Linked DNA regions of Mus musculus: region 2 is linked to region 1. Evidence: chromatin contacts called from public HiChIP or PLAC-seq data. All regions are on one chromosome and are shown on one strand. The core of a region is the stretch at or near the end of the contact, and the rest is flanking DNA. Distances in the headings are between cores, read along the strand shown.

Evidence for each region. HiChIP or PLAC-seq counts read pairs in DNA pulled down with a chosen protein or histone mark.
Region 2: a contact with region 1 is called in an H3K4me3 HiChIP or PLAC-seq map of embryonic stem cells, with 4 times the contacts expected there. The contact joins the promoter of Ccdc81 here to the promoter of Fzd4 in region 1. A contact is called at or near these places in 4 of 39 promoter capture datasets (the SN4741 cell line, cranial neural crest, pre-B cells and 1 more) and 3 of 115 datasets of contacts at active chromatin or transcription factors (embryonic stem cells and stem cell-derived neural progenitor cells).

What each region holds. Positions count from the first base shown.
Region 1 is chr7:89,402,344-89,406,086 of GRCm38.p6, forward strand. Fzd4 (frizzled class receptor 4) reads left to right here and starts at 2,023. Exons shown (of 2, transcript NM_008055.4): 1 at 2,023-2,628. The coding sequence starts at 2,344. It also overlaps a transcript of Tmem135 not described here.
Region 2 is chr7:89,901,915-89,905,687 of GRCm38.p6, forward strand. Ccdc81 (coiled-coil domain containing 81) reads right to left here and starts at 1,715. Exons shown (of 15, transcript NM_001162979.1): 1 at 1,268-1,715. The coding sequence starts at 1,346.

The DNA of each region.
Region 1 (3,743 bases), core at 773-3,272:
TCTCTGTGGCTTACTATGCCCAGTGTGTTTGTTCTGTTTGTCTCCTATGTGATCCTAGAGAATGGGGATCACGTATCAATTTAATCTATTCATCTAATTTGTTCCTCTCAAACAATGAATAGGTCACTGCTTTCTTCATCTGATTATTTATGCAATCCTGTAAGCCAGTGCCACCAGTATACAGAGGACTCAACCTGGTCCTCAACTCCTGGAATCTTGCCCTCCAGCTTCAAAAAGGTTGGGCTCTGATTTGGTGGGTCCTATCATTGCTAACTATTGCTTTGGTTTAGCCTCAGTTCCCCAGTCTACTTAAAGGGCCAAAACATTCTTTACCAGATTATGACAGTGACTGGAGAAGATGGAGCTTCTATATGCCAGTTCCAAGCACAGAGGCAAATACACAAAACAGCCGATTCCATTCTTTACCCTCAACCAGGGCCAGTCAAGAATAAGAAAGCTAAAGCTATAAAATTTGAGTGCATGTATCCTTCCAATTTATACCTTACCTCAGCTGTGTGCCAGAAGACCAACTGAAATGGGAAGGCACAAAGAACTCAGAAAAACACAGGCAGGGGCTTAGGCAAACAGAACTGAAGGAGAGGGGAGGAATCCCTTTACTTATTACCAGTATCCTCAGAATTTAGCACGAGACTGATAAGCAAGGGGTAGTCTTACGATCTACATTTCACGATCTGTCCCAGATATAAACAAAAAGTGGCAGCCGAGTTATTATAGAGCATTATTCATCGGTCACTGTGCTAGATGATCTACACTACTCCGGTACTGAGAACCGCTATGTGACAGGAGAGCATGGATGGACTTCACTCAGAAACTGGCCTACTGCGTGGCCAGTTGGAGGCTCCTTTTAGTCTCAGCAAGTAACAAGTACATGGTTTGGGAAATCACCTGCTGAGAGTTCCACTGGCCAAATGGGAAGCAGAGAGAGGGTGGACCCAATACAGAGTCCTTTCTTTGTGGGTGAAGAAGAGAGAAGCTGGATTGGAACACGGGTGGGAACATCTGCCGACCCCCAGAGTGCCACGGAGAGCAAGAATGGGAACGAAAAAAGTGCAGGATGCAGGGGAAGGGTGTCCCGGGTCTGGGAAGGGGCGTCCTTGGGGCTTGTGCGCCTTCCTCGCTTCGAGTGCACAGGTCAAGCCTCTTCCCTCCCGCGCTCTTACCCTCCCAACCTTATTTAGAAACCGTGTCCCCGAGACAGGAAGGGCGGCGGGCCGAGAAGCACGGAGCGTCCCGGCCTCATTTCCTTTCGAATCCCCCTGTGGAATTTCATTTCGTACGGTGAGGAAATCGGAGCGCGAGCCCATCGGCTGCTCTGTTGCTCCGGAGCGCCTCCCCCACGGCGACTGCAGACCGGCTGCTCCCGGCGCAGGTCGCGCCGAGTGCGGGGCGGGGCCGGGGGGCGGGCGCCAGCCCCACTGGCTAGAGGTGAAATTTTCTGCGAACTGTACCAGGCACCAGCTCTAAGCCTTTCAGGCTTTATCGCTAATCCTCCCAAGTCACTTTACGGATGAGGAACCTGACGCGGAGAGGTTGGGCAATTTGCTCAAGGTCACACAGCCAGGATTTAAAGCCACAATCTGTGTAAACCCCAAATACCGTGTTCTTTGTGTTCATTATTTTGCTTGATACAGAGGTGGCCACGGGGCCGGAGGTGACAGCTGTAAGGGGAAGGACGTGAAAGGGGCATAGATGTGGGAGCACGTCTCACCTGAAAGAGAAGAGCAGGTTGGCTGGGCAGGAGCCACGGGGCTCCATCGCCGCCTGGCCACAGCGTGCAATGGATCCGGGTGGGAGGACGCCGAGCGCCGGGAAGCCAAGCGGGGCGGGGCGCCTCTGGAGCGAGCAAGGGAGAGAGGATCAAGCCGCGGGCGGGGGCCTGACCCTTACAGCAGGAGAGGAGCCCCGCCCCTTCCCGCCCCCTCTGACCAGGGGGGGCTTTCATTGGACAGTCGCGTTGTCCGTCCCGCCCCGCCCCCGCCCTGCGAACCTCCAGCGCCACAGAGCGCTGGGGCGGTGAGAACAGCGCGGCGTAGAGTGCAGGCGGGCTTCGCCGAAAAGCCGGACTCGGCCGGCGCCGAGTTCTGGGATCGCCGCCTGCAGCCATGACCCTAGCAGTCCATCCCTCGGCCCGGGCTCCGGACGTCTGATATCCCGCACATTCTCGTACAACTGCTGGAGAGGCGACTGCTGCCCCCTTGTCGCCCTTGGCGCCTTACCGCATTCCCTATCCGGAGTTGGGAGCAGCGCGGCCACCGGCGCCCCTGTGCAAACTGGGGGTGTCTGCTAGATCAGCCTCTGCCGCTGCTGCCCGCAGCTCTGGCCATGGCCTGGCCGGGCACAGGGCCGAGCAGCCGGGGGGCGCCTGGAGGCGTCGGGCTCAGGCTGGGGCTGCTGCTGCAGTTCCTCCTGCTCCTGCGGCCGACACTGGGGTTCGGGGACGAGGAGGAGCGGCGCTGCGACCCCATCCGCATCGCCATGTGCCAGAACCTCGGCTACAACGTGACCAAGATGCCCAACTTAGTGGGACACGAGCTGCAGACAGACGCCGAGCTGCAGCTGACAACTTTCACGCCGCTCATCCAGTACGGCTGCTCCAGCCAGCTGCAGGTGGGTGCCCCTACCCCCATCCCCGGAGGACTCGGTAGACAGAGACTCCCAAACTCCTTCCTTGGAATCCCTGACAGATCGAGCCTCCTGGTCCCTTCCTAACTTGAGGGTACAACTCCTGAGAAAGTGATTTCCAACCCGCACCCCACCCCCCACTTTTCTGTCCCTCTTGGAGACTGGAAGCCAAAACGTTGTGTAAGTCATCTGGCCCGCGAAAGAACCTATTCTTACACCCCGCCCTTCCGTTTTTCTCCCCTGCCCATGTCTGGCCAAGCCCCTAACCCCAGTGGAGTTGAGGGCTATCTTTGCCAAGGATTCCGGCAGCCGCTGCTTGGTGGGCGAGTCCTGGCAGGGCAGCGGGTTGCACCTAAATCTTGGAAGGAGTGATAAGGAGACAGAACTTCGCCCTTCCAGGTCGCTCATCGACCTCCCTTTTGCCTGTATTTTTGGGTGTAGGTTACCAAATAAAACATCGCTGTCTGTTTTCTGCAGAATGCCCCGCCGTCGTCCTGCACTTTTTAGAGGTCATACAGGAAAGAGTGGTTAGGTTGGCCCGAGTTCTTTCTTGTCCTTAACGTTGGAGGCAGGTTTAATTTTTGGAAGGACTGAAAAGGCTCCAGGAAGGTAGTGTGCATATTTGAAAACTTCTTTTTTCCTTTTCTTTTTTTCCCTCCTTTTCTTAACAGTCATTAAGATGTTAAAACTTTGGTAATGTGTAATGATATAGAAGTTCTTCCTACAATAATAAGTGAAAAGTAATTTGCATATATAACATAGTTATAATTTCTCTTATACAGCTAACTTCAATGGAAAGTAGATTGGAATGAAGTTTTAAAAACTTAACACTCTCCATGTTTTGGTTGGTGAGGCTGAGTGGCTTTTATTAATAAAAAAGAAAAAAAAATGGAGGTTAGAGTTGTCCAGGTTGAAACCTTAAGAAATCTATAGTTCTGGCTGTAGCGAGATAAGAAACAGACATACGGTTTATTTACAGGCTTGGGTTTTTACATCGGTCGCTGTAAAAGCTGAGTTGTGGTTTGGGGAAGATGGTTGGGATTAGACCTGTTGCTGGAGAAATATCCCTGTAGAGGTTTCAGGGCTTCCAAACTAAGTTA
Region 2 (3,773 bases), core at 465-2,964, 500 kb after region 1:
ATGTAGGTCCTCATTATGGAGGAAGCACAAAGATTAGAATGTCTCAGTCTGTGGTGGCAGGGCTCTCACAGGAACCGGGAAGCAGAGAGCGCAGTCTGGGAGCAGGGCCATACAATAGCCCTCAGAAGAATGCCCAGTGACCCATCTTTACCAACTAGGTTACACAATGTCTCCCACAGAGTGCCACCAAGCTGGATCTAAGCATTCAAACATATAAGCCTATGGGGATCATTTCACAATTAAGTCATAATTAGCAAGGTTAATAGATAAAAGCGAGTTTTCTATATAGTTGCAATGAATAAGGAGAATTTTAAAATGAAATACAACAACTTATAATTCTAAAAAGAATGAAATATTTTGATATAGATCTTTAAAACACATATAAAAACGTATAAAATCCATGAGAAAATATTTACAAAACTGATGAAAGACATCAAATCAAATAACTGTGTAGTAGAACATTGTGTGGAAAAGAAGGTTTAACATTGTCAAGATGTTAGGTTTCTATAGACTTAGTACAGTATTAGCTTCCCAGTGACCCATTTTTTTTTAACATATCAGCATTTTTTTTGTAAGCATTTGAAGCTTACAAAGAGAAGCAAGACACAAAATAAACAACAAAATGCTAAAGATGTAACAGACAGGAGCTGAGAGCGCACAACTTTTAATCCCAGCACTTTGGAAGCAGGGGCAGACAGAACTCCCTCCCCTCGAGGTGGAGAGGAGAGAGGGCTTGGCCTGGGCATGGTGACTCTCCTAAGAAACTATGCTAAAAACTGGACTGCATCTTGCTACTGCCCCCAGTGAGTTTTCTGTGAATATTACCTGTTTACAAACATCACTTTTCTTTAACACACCTGCAAGATGTCAAGGACAAAAATAGCTATGCCCTTTCCTGAACTCTGAAAAAGAGTCATTTGAGACTACAGCGGGAATGCTTTTCTCTAGGTAGCGTTTTAATCTTCTCTAGGTAATGTGGGGAAGGTTGTTTTCAGTACTTAGTACTAATCAGGCAGTGCATGGCTTTTTTTTTTTTTAAATAAAAACCCAGAGAAAGAAACACACACACACACACACACACACACACACACACACACACACACACACACACACACACACAAGCAATACCTGGTGGCTCAAGTCTAGCCATAGGAAGATAAGCTCTGAATCGCGCTTTTAGCACAGGAAGGTCTAACACCACCACCACCACCACCACCACCACTACACACACACACACACACACACACACCTGCATCAAGTCACTTACCCTCTTGGCTCAGCGTCGGCAGTGTGGGCAGCACTTGCCTGCACAGGTCCTGAAAACCTGGCCCAACCCTGTCCAGCATCTTCGGTCCCGATTGACTCCGTGGTGGGTCCTCGATAGATAGTCTCTTCTTTGTTATATGGAGTTTGCACTAAGGTGACTTTCCCACCCTCCAGCCCTCTTTGCCCAGAATTTAGGGTGTGCTTTTAAAAGTCTTGAAATGTTTTGATATTATTTTTCCTTAAATAAACATTCTTTGTCGCCGTCCCTCCCCGGTGATCTGGCTTGCGGATAACCTGTTCCCCCAACACGAAGCCAGAGCACTGCCGCTCGCTAAGCCAGAAGTGCACATCCACGCCCACCCAAACAGCGAGGGCCTCCTGCAGATGGAGGGTGGAGGGTTGCTGAACTAAGAAGGCCTTGGGAAAGGGATGGCTGAAACTGTTGCTATGACGCGACAAAGGCTCGCTCGGTTGCTAGGGCCTCAAGGCCCGGCCCCCTAAGAGAATCTGATCTGTAGAAAGCTCAGCCAGCCACTTTAGAATGTCATTTTTAAGAGAAAGAAAGGGAAAAAACAAAACAAAACAAAACAAAACAAAACAAAACAAAACACCCAAAACCTTTGTTCTTTCCTTCTTGCTCAGGGCAGTGAGAAGACCTGGCCTTGAAGGCGGTCCATATTGTAATCATCCAGAGCAAATGGTGGTGGGGGTTGTGGTGGGAGAGCGTGCTGGCCGACAGCGATGTCGGATCTGATTGAGGATTTGAGTTTGAGCTGAACTCTGTCAAGGTTTTGTTTTGTTTTGTTTTGTTTTGTTTCCAGGCTCCCCTCTTTGGAACTGGAGGGCAGGAGAATGAAGGCAGTTCATGTTTTTATTTCTGCTTTTTCCCTTTCCTATAGAGAAAGGAATGGGGCAGATCTATTCCTGCACATGACTTTGGCGTTCTCCTGCCTGCTAAGTGTGCACATGTCAAGCCCATCCGGAAACATGGCTGTCAGCTTCACAGAAGTGCCCTGCCTTCCCCTGCGGGCATTATGCTACCCTAAACTATATATTAGCTTGAAAGTGTTTGAACTTTCTAAGACGTGTGTGTGTGTGTGTGTGTGTGTGTGTGTGTGTGTGTGTGTGTTTGTGTGTGTGTGTGTGTGTGTGTGTGTGTGTGTGTGTGTGTGTGAGAGAGAGAGAGAGAGAGAGAGAGAGAGAGAGAGAGAGAGAGAGGGAGGGAGAGGGAGAGAGAGAGAGAGAGAGAGAGAGAGAGAGAGAGAGAGAGAGAGAGAGAGAGAGAAATAGAGTCATTTATGTGGTGGCTATCTGTTCCTTTGACTTGCCTTGTTCTGTGAATAAAGGACATATTAGCCATCCCCTTCTTGAGAAGCATTTGAGTTGTTTTCATTTGTGGACATTGGGAATCACGATACTGAAGGCATCCTCTTACAAGACTTTTGGTTTTGGTGATATATACTCATCTCTCACGTGCACATAACTCAGAGTACATTGGTGGGTCATGGAAAAGACGTGGTTGGTTTAGATTACGCCAAGTACATTTCCACGGTGGTTGCTGCTATGAAGAGCCGAGAGGAGCTATTGGCCTGTGATGTGAACGGAGGCCGGAGATGATAAACCACCACCTGAAAGGAAAGGGAGGTGGTCCACAGTTGCCATTTTTAAACATCTTATCTGATTTACGTGTTTACCAAACCCAAAAAAGGCTGCTTTGCAGCTGAGAATAAAAAGGCTGCAATTGTACACTTGAACCAGGGTGCTTCTCTTTGTGTTCCATTGATAATGACTATTATACAGACATCGTTATTCCTCACAATATCATACTTGGACAGCAACACACTCACACATAGTGTTTGTGATGGTTAGTTTTCATTGTGAACTTGAAACAACGTGGACTCACTTGTAAAGAGTCCCAATGAGGGACTCACTAGATTAGATTTGCCTGTGCACCTGCCTGTGAGAATTGTCTTGGTTATGCTAATTGATTCGGGAACACCTAGCCCACTATGGGTGGCACCGTGCTGTGGGCAGGGAATCCGAGACCCTGTTTGTGTGGAGGTGGGGCTGAGCACAAGGTAAGCATGCACACTTTCATTTCTCTCTTCCCAACCTGCAATGTTTGAAGTGCCTGCTATTCTGTCCTCCCTGATATAATGGGACTGTAACCTAGAACTATGAGGTGGAATAAACCCCTTTCCCCTCCAAGTTGCTTTTTCATCTAGGTAGTTTATCACAGCAACAGAATGAAAGTAGAATAACACTGTATATTATTTTTACAGTGTAATAGTTTTATATTATATTATTATTACAGTATCATGCTAGAGATACTGTATTTTTTTTTTTTTTTAGTATAGGTAGGTCAGCTCTACCACTCCTGGGCATATACCCAAAGTGTAGGGGAATGCCAGGGCGGGGAGTCGGGAGTGGGTGGGAGCACCCTCATAGAAGCAGGGGGAGAAGAGATGGGATAGGTGGTTTCCAGAGGGGAAACCAGCAAAGGAGAT